Regions from separate parts of the Mus musculus genome. Here regions 1 and 2 are each linked to region 3. A link is a contact called in public HiChIP or PLAC-seq and promoter capture Hi-C data. All regions are on one chromosome and are shown on one strand. Each heading gives the region's core, a stretch centred on a gene start, on an enhancer-like site or on the middle of the called end of the contact. The rest is flanking DNA. Distances are from core to core; before and after follow the strand shown.

What was found. Promoter capture Hi-C pulls out the DNA fragments that hold promoters and counts their contacts. HiChIP or PLAC-seq counts read pairs in DNA pulled down with a chosen protein or histone mark.
Region 1: a promoter capture Hi-C map of liver shows a contact between it and region 3, with 2.8 times the contacts expected there. The contact joins two enhancer-like sites. A contact is called at or near these places in 1 of 39 promoter capture datasets (liver), 1 of 484 Hi-C or Micro-C datasets (granulocyte-monocyte progenitors) and 1 of 115 datasets of contacts at active chromatin or transcription factors (pancreatic cancer cells).
Region 2: a contact with region 3 is called in an HNF4G HiChIP or PLAC-seq map of pancreatic cancer cells. The contact joins two enhancer-like sites. A contact is called at or near these places in 2 of 115 datasets of contacts at active chromatin or transcription factors (embryonic stem cells and pancreatic cancer cells) and 1 of 9 other capture datasets (pancreatic islet).

What each region holds. Positions count from the first base shown.
Region 1 is chr11:101,876,833-101,880,931 of GRCm38.p6, forward strand. It overlaps Meox1 (mesenchyme homeobox 1), which reads right to left. Exons shown (of 3, transcript NM_010791.3): 2 at 2,429-2,604; 3 at 678-1,897. The coding sequence ends at 1,775. Among named protein-coding and RNA genes, the nearest start is that of Meox1, 15 kb to the right of the region's middle. Within about 2 kb of position 2,434, at least 30 of the 459 cell types and tissues checked have an H3K27ac peak or open chromatin away from gene starts, as enhancers often do. A contact at or near this core is called in liver, where this site is marked.
Region 2 is chr11:101,541,181-101,545,246 of GRCm38.p6, forward strand. The region is part of intron 2 of Brca1 (breast cancer 1, early onset); the gene reads right to left. Among named protein-coding and RNA genes, the nearest start is that of Brca1, 8.7 kb to the right of the region's middle. Within about 2 kb of position 2,286, at least 66 of the 459 cell types and tissues checked have an H3K27ac peak or open chromatin away from gene starts, as enhancers often do. A contact at or near this core is called in pancreatic cancer cells, where this site is marked.
Region 3 is chr11:101,699,128-101,703,635 of GRCm38.p6, forward strand. No RefSeq gene overlaps it. Among named protein-coding and RNA genes, the nearest start is that of Gm39391, 5.1 kb to the left of the region's middle. Within about 2 kb of position 1,679, at least 120 of the 459 cell types and tissues checked have an H3K27ac peak or open chromatin away from gene starts, as enhancers often do. A contact at or near this core is called in liver and pancreatic cancer cells, where this site is marked.

The DNA of each region.
Region 1 (4,099 bases), core at 1,184-3,683, 180 kb after region 3:
GTTTTCAGATACACCAAAAGAGGGCATTAGATCCCATTACAGATGGTTGTGAGCCACCATTTGGTGGCTGAGAACTGAACTCAGGACCTCTGGAAGAGCAGTCAGTGCTCTTAACTGATGGGCCATCTCTCCAGCTTCTGAGTAGTCAGTGTTCTGTGCGTGCGTGTGTGTGTGTGTGTGTGTGTGTGTGTGTGTGTGTGTGTGTGTGTGTGCGCGCGTACACACTTTTGCAACAAAGTCTCTCACTAACCAGAAACTCACTAAGTATGCTAGCACTTCATCCACTGAGCTTCTTGCCTCAGTCCCAAGTTTTAAGTGTGTGTGTGGGAGACACAGAGAGAGAGGGGGGGGGAGAAGGAGAGAGAGGGAGAGAGAAAATCTGTATGCACATTTGGGTGCTATGCCCATAGAACCACAAGAGGATGTCAGATCCCCCTGATGTTGGAGTTACAGGCAGTTGTGCGCTGATGTCCCTGCTGAGAACATCCTAGCCACTGAGCCATCTCTCCAGCCCCATACCCATCTCCTGAAGAACCTGTGAGAGGGCGCTTTGGTCTAGGTGACTTCCCTCCTTTCTCTCTTTCCTTCTAGACATTGTCTGGATAATCATTAGACGAGCGTCAGCATTACACATGAGAGCCATGACTCTGAAATCTATAAGGAAAAAGGCTGGAAACTGCATTTTTTTGTTGATTTATTTCTCTGAGAGTTTTCTTACAAAGTGAATTGACCTTGCACAATTAGCTTGATGTAATCTTAGGAAAAAAAAACATATGAAATATGCTGTAGGGGAAAACTGATACATGCTCTAACTTGCCATCTCATTTGACAATCATTTTCCACAGCTTCTGTCTTGATGGGGTGGGGAAGGGAACTGGGGTTATTTTTAAACACTCACAATCAGATCTCCATGCAAGAAATTCAAATACTTGCTGACCCTCCTTCTGCAACATCAGCAGGATCTGGGAGATCCACCATCTAATACTGAGGCACACAGGGGTCTCTTCCAAGGAGACTGTTGCCTGAGGCTGTTTTCCCACCAGTCCTCACAGGAGCATCCTCAGAAGTTGGGTCTGAGATCTGAGCTGCGCATGTGTGTGAACCTGGGAGGTCTTCCCACAAAGCTTTTTCCGGAACACGCAGGATAGGTCCAAATGCATCCCATGGAGGAAGATGGGTTGTTTTCCTGTCCTTATCTGCAGTCAGAGTCCTTGGAGAACACAAGACGCTGCAGCCTGAGAACGTTCTACTTCCAAGGTCCACGTATCTCAGTCCTCATCCATCAGCTCTTGTGCTATCCTCTCCGTCCTTAGACACAGGAGCCACTTCCTAACCTTCAACTCAACGGTGTGAACATCTGGAGAGAGGTTTGCTTTTACAAGTCACCAGCTGGTACCAAGGAATGGATTCTGCATAGGCCAGATGGGGCCAGACCCAGAGGAGACCCTGATGTAAGAGGGGGATGCTAGGTGTGGGTAGTAGCCAAGAGACCCAGAAAAGAGGGCCCCAGGCTCTGTTTCTATAGTTTCCCAGTCCTTTGGAGTTCAAGAGAGAGTGGGAAGTTGAAGGCCTGGGGAAGGGGCTGCTGAGATGTAAGGACGCTGAGCTAAGCCTTCTGGGAAATTCAAGGCTCCCACATACTGGGCAACTTCACACCTTAGAGTGTGTGCAGGCTGCCCTGGGTGGGTCCAGAGATGTGAGAGGGTGGGACCGGGTGGTGGGAACTGGAGAGGGGGTTCCTTCAGTCTTTCTTGGTTTTGGTCTTTGGAGCATCTCACTCTGAACTTGGAGAAGCTGCAGAGTCCCCATCCTCTCGGTCCTGCTCCTGTGGGGACACAGGCTGACCCCCCTTCACACGTTTCCACTTCATCCTCCGGTTCTGGAACCAGACTTTGACCTGAAAGAGGAAGCAAAAGGATCAGGTCTCTCCAGGGTTAGGGTCACCCCCTCGCCACGTTGCTCAAGATCTGGAACCCTCACTTGTTGATACCCCATAAGGATCCAGGGACCACACAGGTCCGCACTAAGGCCTGCCTACTCTCTGGATGTGGGCAGAGGTGGAAAGTCTCTGACAATTACTCTGGGCTTCCCCCACCCCCCTTACATGCCCTGTCTCCTTGACAACAGGGCTTGCACAATTCCCATGTAAACAATTGCCTTGGTGACTCTGAGGCAAATGCTGATTCAAGTTTGAGGGAAATCAGACCACACATGTCCCAGTTCTTGTTCACATGAGAAGTACCCCGGGGGACCGTTGGAAAACTGGGCTCCCTCCCAGATCAATTACAGATTCTCCATCGGTGGAATTCTGATAACTCTCCATGGGGTGGTCTTCGGTACCGCTGTGGCTGGGTAAAGGGGGGGGGGGCAGGCAGGGGTGACTGGGAAGGGAGGCGAGAAGACAGCAGCGCAAGCACCCAGGCCCCACCTGCCGCTCAGAAAGGTCCAGGTTGACTGCAATCTCATATCTCCGGAGCCGGGTCAGGTAGTTGTGGTGGGCAAACTCTGCCTCCAGCTCCCGTAGCTGCTCCTTGGTGAAGGCTGTCCTCTCCTTCCGGGCTTTGCTGCTGCCTTCTGGCTTCCCTCCTCCGTTCTCCTGGTTGTCTGTGAAAAGAAGACCCCCACATGGGGGAGACATAGTGAGCTCATGACATGAGAGGGCTCATTCTCATCCATCCATTAGTTTGTAAACAGTTGGGCAGCATTTCCTCGTCTGTCTCGCTTTTAAATTACACTGAGAAGCCCTGGCATCCCTCATTCCTTCCAGCATCTTGTCCCTAAGATGGTCCCAGTCTCAAGTGTACTCTGCTCACTTCCGTTCCCCTCGTTAGATTTTCACTTCCTGAGGCAGGCAAAGCACTGCTTGGCTGTTTAACGTCTGTAGTCCCAGCCTGACTCTGGGAAGGCCTCAGTAGCCTGCAGCTCAGGGGTCTCCACACTTCAAGACAAACAAAGTTCCTAGGAAGGGAGGTGTGGCTGAGGATACCCTCCAGCCTTGCCAGGGTATTTTGGGTATTTTGGTATTCTGGCCCTGGGCCCCATGCCTGGTCTGGGGAAGGCATTTAGCACTGTGAGACCAGGAAAGAGGGTGTGCTCCCAGCGTGAGCTTCGACTGAAAACTTGTGTGAAGTAGATAGAAATCACTGCTGAGTCACAAACTCACTGGAGTAGGATGGGAAAATCAACACTTGTGTGTGTGCATGTGTGTGTGTGTGCTCACCTGTGTGCGTGTGTATGTGTGTGCACATTATTTGTGTGTATGTGCATATATGTGTATGTGCACATATGTGTGTGTGTGCATGTGTGGCAGCCAGATGTCAGCATTGGCTGTCTTTCTGTGTCACCCTCTAACTTAGGTCTTAAATAATGTATGTATGTATGTATGTATGTATGTATGTATGTATGTATGTTTGTATGTATGTATGTTTGTATGTTTGTATGTATGTAGTGGGGAGGACAGCTTCTGAGAGTTGGTTCTCTCCATTTGCTGTAAGGTTCCAGAGACTGAACTCAGTGTGTTAGGTTCTTCAGTAAGAGTCTTTGCCCACTGAGCCATTTCAATGGTTTCTCTACCTTAGTTTTTGAGACTAGGTCCTTCACTGAACCCGGAGCTGGCCGGTTTGGCTAGACGGGTTGACCAGTATGCCCAGGGACCCTCCTGTCTCTACTTGCTCATTCCTCAGATTCCAGGCATTTACCACCATGTCCAGAATTGTGTTTTTAAACATGTGTTCCGGGGCTTGGGCTCAGGTCCTCATGCTTGCACAACTGGCTCTTTATCAACAGAAGCAACACAGCCCCAGCCCCGCAACAACCTGTTTAGACAAGCCCTCCTGATGATCATTCTGGATCATTCTGGTCAAGTTTATACAGCACTGCTTTAAGACCGGGTCACTGGACTGTTCCCTGGACCCCAGCTGCATCACCACGTCAGGGAAGCTGGTCACTCACACTGAAGTCGGCCCCAGGAGGCCAAATCTGGAGAACCTTCCGGAAGCCTGAGGACTGGGCTTCTGTTAGACACAGGGGCTCAGTCCTAACCCACGACAGGGCCAGCAAACAGTGTCTGCACCGGCATTTACTTCTTCCTCGCCACAGC
Region 2 (4,066 bases), core at 1,036-3,535, 160 kb before region 3:
GAAAAACCAAAAAAAAAAAAAAAAAAAAAAAAAGAAAGTTAGAATAATTCAGTATCAAAGGTCTGCCTTGCTAGGAACAAAGATCAGAGGAGAAAATTTGATCCTGTGGGTGTGCTGGTGCCTCCACCCCTGGAGAGGCAGAAAGGAAGCAGATAGATTCTGAGAGTTCAAGACCTGTCAGGGTTCCACAATGAGACCCCGTCTCAAAGGAAACAAAACAAAAGATCCTTTCATCAAGCATTCAGAAAGCAGACAGAAATACCGGTCTCCTCACTGCTCTGGATTACTGCCAGCATCTATAAGATTAGCTCTAGGTTGGGAATGAGGCTCAACAGCAGAGCACCTCCCAACCAAGTTCAAGGCCCTGGCTTGACAACTGATATTTCTCTCACATTGGTTATTTTCACTGTCAGGCATCATTTCCAACGCATATCCTGAATCTTAACTAAACTCCACAAACACACACACACACACACACACACACACACACACACACACAAATTGTCCTTAGTGTGGTAGTGTAGTCCCACAATTCCAGAACTTGAGAAATAGAAGAAGGAGAATGAATTTGGGTCATCCTGGACATACTGAAAGTTCAAGGCCACCCTCCAGAACCCTCCATCCCCAGTCAAACCAGTGGCTGAAAAGATGGGAGATGGCTCAGCAGTCAAGAGCACTTGCTAGTCCTGCAGAGGACCTGACCAGTCCCCAGCACTCACATCATGTAGCTCACAACTGTCAGGAGCTATATTCTAGAGGACCTGATACATTTTCCTGGGCTATCTAGGAACCTAAACACATGTGACATACCTTGATATGGACAGACACACACACACAAAACCCATAAAAAAAAAAAGACAGAAAGGTTTGCTTTTTTAAAGATGTATTTATTTTATCGTATGTAAGTACATTGTAGCTGTCTTCAGACACACCAGAAGAGGGCATCAGATCTTGTTACGGATGCTTGTGAGCTACCATGTAGTTGCTGGGATTTGAACTCAGGACCTTTTGGAAGAGCATTCAGTGCTCTTAACTGTTGAGTCATCACTCCAGTCCCCCGAAAGGTTTGCTTTATAGCAAGCTTTCCCTCAGTTATAATTTAAAAAAGAAAAGAAAAGAAAAAGACTGACTTTTGTGAGGACTTGTGCCTGTGGGTATAGTGGGCACCACATTTATGCAATGTCCTTGGGAGCCAGAAGAGGGTGTCAGATTCCCTGAAACTACAGGCTGTTGTGAGCAACCTGATGAAGGTGCTAGAAACTGAACCTGCGTCCTCTGAAAGAGCAGCAAGTGCTTTTAACCACTAAGTTACCTCTCCAGCCCATTGTAAGTTTTTACTTGCTTGCCTTTTAATTGGCTATGAGTGTTACCAACTAAGGTCACCAGGCTTGTGCCTTAGGTGCATTGGCCAGTGAGCCATCCCACTGGCACATCCATGAGTTTTTAAATGTAGAAGATTTTTAGTCAGTATTACTCCATCCCCCCAGAATCTGAATCATCATCCCTTTGTGCAGTGTTAAACACCTTTATGTGTTACTGGGTACTAAACCCAGCCTAGCTCTGCTTTAGTCCAGTGTATCCAGGCTGTACTCATAACTGCTAACAGATCAGTAGAAGTTTGCCACGAAATCGGGTGCTAGGCTATAAAAGTGTCTGTGTTCGAGTAACATTAAATTCGACTTACTATGGCCCCAGAGCTAACAAGCAATGATGCCAGTCACCCCACTCCACCCCACCCCACAGATTCTGTGTCACTATGTAACTCAGGCTGGCTTTGAACTCACAGACCCTCATGACTCAGTTCTGAAATCCTGGTATTCTAGGTATATGCCACCATATCAAGCTGGCAATTTAGACATACCACAGCAAGGGCATAAAATGCTCCTTTAAATGAAAAGGTAAAAGTTCATCAAAGGTATGTATGCATTGAGAGAGGGGGAGGGGAAAACACCATAGTGTATGCAGGGTTCAGTATTATCTGAGGTTACAAGACACCCTTTAGAGATCTTGGAGTGTATGTACCCTAGCCATGGTTATGTGAAGCCTAGTGTATATATTTTTGATTGCCTCACAGTACTTAAAAGAATGTACTTTTGTACTGTGTATGTACTGGGCGATGTGTGAGTGTGTGCACTTGCCACGGTGCACATGTGGAAGCCAGAGAACAATCTGTGCGTCCTAAGGATCAAACGCAGGCTGTCAGGTGGTAAGTGCCTTTACCTGCTGAGCCATCTTGACAGCCCACCTCACAGCGCTGTGTTGGCATGGATTGGGATTGACTTGACTTTTTAAAACTGAGTAGGACAAGTTCAAGCATTTGCACAAATAAAATAGGAAAATGAGCTGCACAAACTTATCATCTAGAAGGAAGAAATGTGCTAGAAGGAAAAACTAAATAGGACAAAAGGACACAGCGCAGTGCACATGAGCAGGTCTATATAGAACGGCACAAAAAATACACAAACAAGGAAGTGACGGCAGAGGACAGCTGAGTCATAAGGGACAAACTGCAATCACTGGAGACGAGCAGAGACAGCACAGCGGAGAAGTGAAGCTGAGCAGGACTGTGCCTGGTGGTAGCGCATGCCAGCCACTCTGAGAGGGCATCATGGAGGCCTGCAGTAGAGGACAGAGGTAGCTGGGAGCCCAGGCAGGCAGGAAACTCATCTATTGTCTTTACTTTATTCTGTGTGCGATACAGACACTGAGTTCTAGCGGTAACGGCCATGTAAGACACTAAAGAGATGACTTGCTAGTGTGAGAGAAACACAGTCCTTTTGTTACATGTAGAACAGGATCACGGGAAAGGCTGGGAGGGAAAAGCCCGCCCAAAGGGGCTTAGTAATGTAGGACTTGTGGTCAGAGGGGTCCTGACGGTGCAGAGGGCAACGACCACACCTGACTAAGCCTGAAGGCTGGCTCCTACTACCAGCTCTGTCTACAGGAGCAGAACAACCTCGAGCCAAGCTGTCTACCTGAACTTAGTCCCCCTTGGCAGTCTTCTGGGGTCACTGTGAGAATCCAATGTCCACAGAGGAGACTGCTCTGTTACTGCTTCTGAGACAGGCTAGACACCAAAGGAAGTTCTTAGTAAAAGAGAAATTGGATTGAGTCATGATACCAGATGGCTTTCATTCTCACCACTGACTCAATTCTGAAATAATTATATTTCAGTATGGTAATTATGATCCAAGCTATATAAACACACTGTAAACACCAACTCTGAACAGATGAAAACTCCCATATGTAAAAAGGTAGTGACTGTTGTAGGAAGAGCTTGGAGATGAATAGGAATGAAAATGGAAAAAAAAATTAAAATGTTTCTCTTCTAGCTTCTGATAAGAGTAAATGTTTACTACAAAATTCAAATGTTTTAAACACTTTTCGTGCCACACAGTATTTTCAGCCTACTGCGTATCTGTACTTTTGAGTTTTAACAGGATGAGTCACTGGGAACAGCATTTAGATTTGGATTTGGGGGGAAAAAAAAAACCAGAACTACTAGGTACCCATTTCAGCACTTAAAAAATATTACAGTCACATTTAATTTTTGTAAAAAGAGCCGGCCAGCCAGTCCTGACCTAGGCTTTTAACACCAACAAACAAAACAGGCAGAAGCAGGTAGATCTGTGAGTTCAAGGTCAATCATGTCTACAGGGCCAGTTCCAAGACAGCTAGGGCTACACAGAGAGAAAGCCTGTGTATGTGTGGGGAGGGGGTGGGGGGGACAAACAAACAAGCAAAAAGCAAGACAAAACAAAACAACTTCCCCCACATGGATACACACACATCAAGGACTAGCAAACACCACAAGGGCCTGCCACAGAGTCAGGTATAGTAGTGCATATTGGCAGTTCCAGATACTTGGGAGGCCGAGATAGGAAGACGACATGAACATGGGACTTGGAGACCACTCTGAACATCACAAGACCCCACCTTGAGAATAAAAACAAAGCTGCCACTCATAATTGAGGGACAGAAGGAATCTCAGTGCAGGAGATCTGAGGACTGAGCGCCTTATCCTGCACCCACCCCAAGGAATAACTTTTGTTTTATTTTTTTCTAG
Region 3 (4,508 bases), core at 429-2,928:
TTTTTTAGGATTACATGAGAGACAGAAAACTCTTGTGCTTCTGAGGTTGCTGGATGTAACTCTACCATATATAGCTTCTTATCTGTATTATTCCAGTTCATGAAAACTGGAGAGGTCAGGGCTGCAGTTTATGGGTGGAACACTCGCTACACATGCATAAGACTCTGTAGGTTTGACCCAATAACTGCAAACAAAGCACAAACTCGTGCCAGCGCACACACACACACACATACTCACACACACGCATGCACGCAAGCAATCTTTCTCTCCTACAAACCAAGAACAAAAAGCAGAAGATTCAGCACCCCCTTTAGTCCATGCCGCTGAGCCCCAGGTATCAGAGTAGCAGTGTGAGGAGGATTCTGGGTGCTCAGGTACACTCAGCTCCCGGTGGAGTAAAGTTGTACACTGTTCTATAGGGCGTTCGCTGTGGAAAAAAGAGACACAGGCTACTTACTATCGTGAAAAGGTTCACAGAGAAAAAAAAAGAATAGGATATTCATTTCTCTCCCAACCAACACATAACAACAACAAAAGACTAAGAAGAAAAAAAATATTTATCACAGCAGTATTCAGATGAGGTTAGTTTTGGAATCCTGCCTCCTGGTTACTAACTACTACAGGGATTTAGCAATTGGAGGGAAGGATGGACCAGAACAACAAATTACCTCACTCCAAATGTCCTTGATGCCCCTGTGGGGAAACACTCATCTAGTTCCTAGTTGGGATCATGAGTGGGTATGCCAGGCTGTGGTGGTGCAGGCCTTTAATCCCAGTGCTAGGCAGGGGCAGAGGGGCAGAGGGGCAGAGGGGCAGGGGCACACTGATCTCTGAGACTGAGACCAGCCTAGTCTACAGAGTGAGTTCCAGGACAGAAGGCTACACAGAGAAATACTCCCAAGAAACAAACAAGACAACAACAACAACAAAAAGAAAAAAATTACATTTATTTACTCAATTTGTGGGTAGGTATGAAGTCTGAGGACAGCTTGCAGAAGTTGGCTCTTTCGTTCCACCATGTGGGTCCCTGGCATTGAGCTCAGCTCCTCAGGTTTGGCAAGTGTCTTTGCAAACGAAACCATACTAGTGGCCCAGTTTTTTGAGACAAGGTTATGCTATGTAGCCCTGGCAGGCCTGGAACTCACTACTGGACTCTGAGGCTAGTCTACGACGTGAAGCAGTCCTCTCCCTCGGCTTTCGGATTGCAGGTGTTATAGGAGTGAGCCATCAGAGGGCTTTATTCCCTAGGATTCCGTAATTGGTGACATGTGCCTCAGAGTAGCCGTTTGGGTCTTTGAAAACACAAATGTCCTGGGAGGGAAGCCCGGAAGCCTGCAGGCATCTGTTTGTTAAGTGGCATGCTTCCTCCTTAGTCACTCCCTTAGTGACAAACGGAGGCAGCAAGACAGTGTGGGGCAAAAGGAGGAGGTCACACGTTGCAGAACATCCCCCATCAGAGCTGCGATGGCTCATCAACCACATGTTTACGGAGAGAGCAGTGGCCCTTAAGGAACGGGAGAGAACGTTCTGGTTTGTTTGTCTGGCTTGGGGAACAGCGGGAAGGACTGTAGCTTTGTTTACTTTGCCAAGAACTGATCTGGCCTGATAGCTGTGAGGTCAGAGCAGAGCTGGCTGGCTTCGTCTTTTGGCTCTCAGAACAGTTGTTCATCGACCATTTGCTCAGTCCGGAGGGCTCAGATTTTGCCGAGTGTTGAATCAACCTGGGAACGTGTGGTACCCACACTGCACCACAGACTAACTACAATAGTATGTCTGAGGATGGTTGCCAGGCGTCAAAGGTTTTTCAAGACCTCTTGGGGGTGGGGGTGGGGGTTCCACTAAACACGTGGTGTCTGAGGCACATTCAGTGACACATGACAGGTGAGAACCTGTTGCCACCCTCCAGACTCAATACTTGATGTTTGTTTTGGTTTGTTTTTGAGACCCAGTCTTACTGTGTCATCCAGGCTGGCCTCCAATTCCTGATCCTCCTGCTTCCTTCTCCTGAGAGCTGAGATTACAGCCACATGCTACCATGCCCAGTTTATATGCATGCCAGGCAGTTACTTTAGCAAATGAACTACATTCCCAACCCTTCTCACCCTTTTATTTGTACATTAACAGACAGTAATCAATAATTTGTTTTGTGTATGTATTTTTATAAATTATTTTGTGAATATATAACTCTCATATTCTAACATTTACTGTCTTCCTTTTTTTAAAGAATTAAATCTCTCTCTGTGTGTGGGGGGGGTCTGGGAAGACATGGTGTGTGTGCCATGGTTAGAGGACAGCTTACAGGAATCAGTTCTCTCCTTCCACACTGTGGGTCCCGGGGATCGTGTCGAGACTGTATAGCTGGACAGCAGGTGCCTTCACCCACTGAGCCATCTGGCTGGCCCCTGAATTCACTCTCTTCCAGTGTACAGTTTCTGGAGACGTGTACCTCTAATTCCAGACATCAGGAGGCTGAGCCAGGAAGGTGCTTAGCTCAGAAACACTCGGGGTCTAATTGGTGGGATAATGGCAGTATTTGCTTGTTTGTTTGGTTTGTTGCTGTTGTTTGTTTGTTTGGTATTTCATAATAATAAAATCCCACAATGTACGACACTTTGTGTCTGGTTTATTTCACTTAGCATAATGTTTTCAAGATGCAGAGTGAGCCGGCTTGGTGGTGCATGTCTTTAATCTCAGCACTCAGGAGGCAGAGGCAGGAAGATCTCTCGGAGTTCCAGGCCAGCTTGGTTTACATAGGACAGCCAGGACTACAGAGACTCTATCTCAGAGAGAGAGAGAGAGAGAGAGAGAGAGAGAGAGAGAGAGAGCCAGGGAGGAAGGGAGGAAGGGAGGAAGAGCTGCATTGTGTTGCAGCATGTAATGTATTATTTCTCATTCTTTTCTCATTGCTGAACAATAGCATCATTTACAATGTTATTTATTCACTCAGCTGCTGGACATTTGGGTTGTTTCCACCTTTTGACTATTGTGAATAGTGAATGCTGCTAGAAACACTTGGCTACAAGTATTTGTTTGAACACACATTTTTATTCTGTTGAATATTTAGCAGCGTTGATTAAAAGACTTGGGGTTGGGGGCGGGATTCTACAGGTAGAGACTTAGAATCCTTAGAACCCACCTAAAAATCCACTGATCTGCAGACCTGATGTAACCCCACCACCAGACCAACTCACTATGCATCATGAGGGAGGCAGAAGACTATCTATCTACCTATCTATCTACCTATCTATCTATCTATCTATCTATCTATCTATCTATCTACAATTAAGCTGGACCTCGGGCTGGTGAGATGGCTCAGTGGGTAAGAGCACTGACTGCTCTTCCAAAGGTCCTGAGTTCAAATCCCAGCAACCACATGGTGGCTCACAATCACCTGTAATGAGATCTGATGCCCTCTTCTGCTGTGTCCGAAGGCAGCTACACTATACTTATGTATAATAAATAAATCTTTAAAAAAAACAAAAGAAAACCAAAAGCTGGACCTGGTAGTGCACATCCTTAATCCTTGGGGAGCAGTGGGGAGGGCCTGGCCAGCCAAGACTACATAGTGAGGCCCTGTTTCAAGCAAATAAGAAATAAATGAGAAAATAAATAAATACAATTAAAATAAGGGTCTGGAGAGATGACTAGAAGTTTGGTATTCTTTTTTTTTTTTTTTTTTTTTTTTTTCTGAGACAGGGTTTCTCTGTGTAGCCATGGCTGTCCTGGAACTCACTTTGTAGACCAGGCTGGCCTCGAACTCAGAAATCCACCTGCCTCTGCCTCCCGAGTGCTGGGATTAAAGGTGTGCGGCACCACACCCGGCTCTCTTTTTTTTTTTAAAGAATTACTTATTTTATGTATATGTATACACTGTAGCTGTCTTCACACACACCAGAAGACAGCATTGGATCCTATTACAGATGGTTGTGAGCCACCATGTGGTTGCTGGGAATTGAACTCAGGACCTCTGGAAGAGCAGTCAGTGCTCTTAACCAATGAGCCATCTCTCCAGCCCAAAGTTTGGTATTCTTGCAGAGTATATTTATCTATCTTTTTTTTTTTTTTTTTTTGAGATGTGTTTTTTCTGTATAGCCCTGGTTGTTCTGCAACTCATTCTGTAAACCAGGCTGGCCTCAGACTCACAGAGTTCCTCCTGCCTCTGCCTCTGCCTCCCGAGTGCTGGGAATAAAGGCATAGGCTGCCACCACCAGCTCCAAACATATTAATGAGCAAATGAAACCAATTTTTAAATTAAAACAATAACAACAACAGAATGGGGCTGCGGAGATAGAGTGGCCTTGCCAAGAGAGCTTCAGGACCAAGTTTCTCAGGGAACCCACAGCTCAGTAATTATCTAGTCTGGCTAAATAGTTTCCTCTAGGGGCTCCAGGTCTGTGGTCTGTGCCTCTCCTAGTGGCAGTGCTTTTACCCCCTTAAGAAAATCCATGGCATTCTGTTCTGATTTTAAATGTGGTCCTGGGAACCCAGGATCTTGAACATACCAAGGG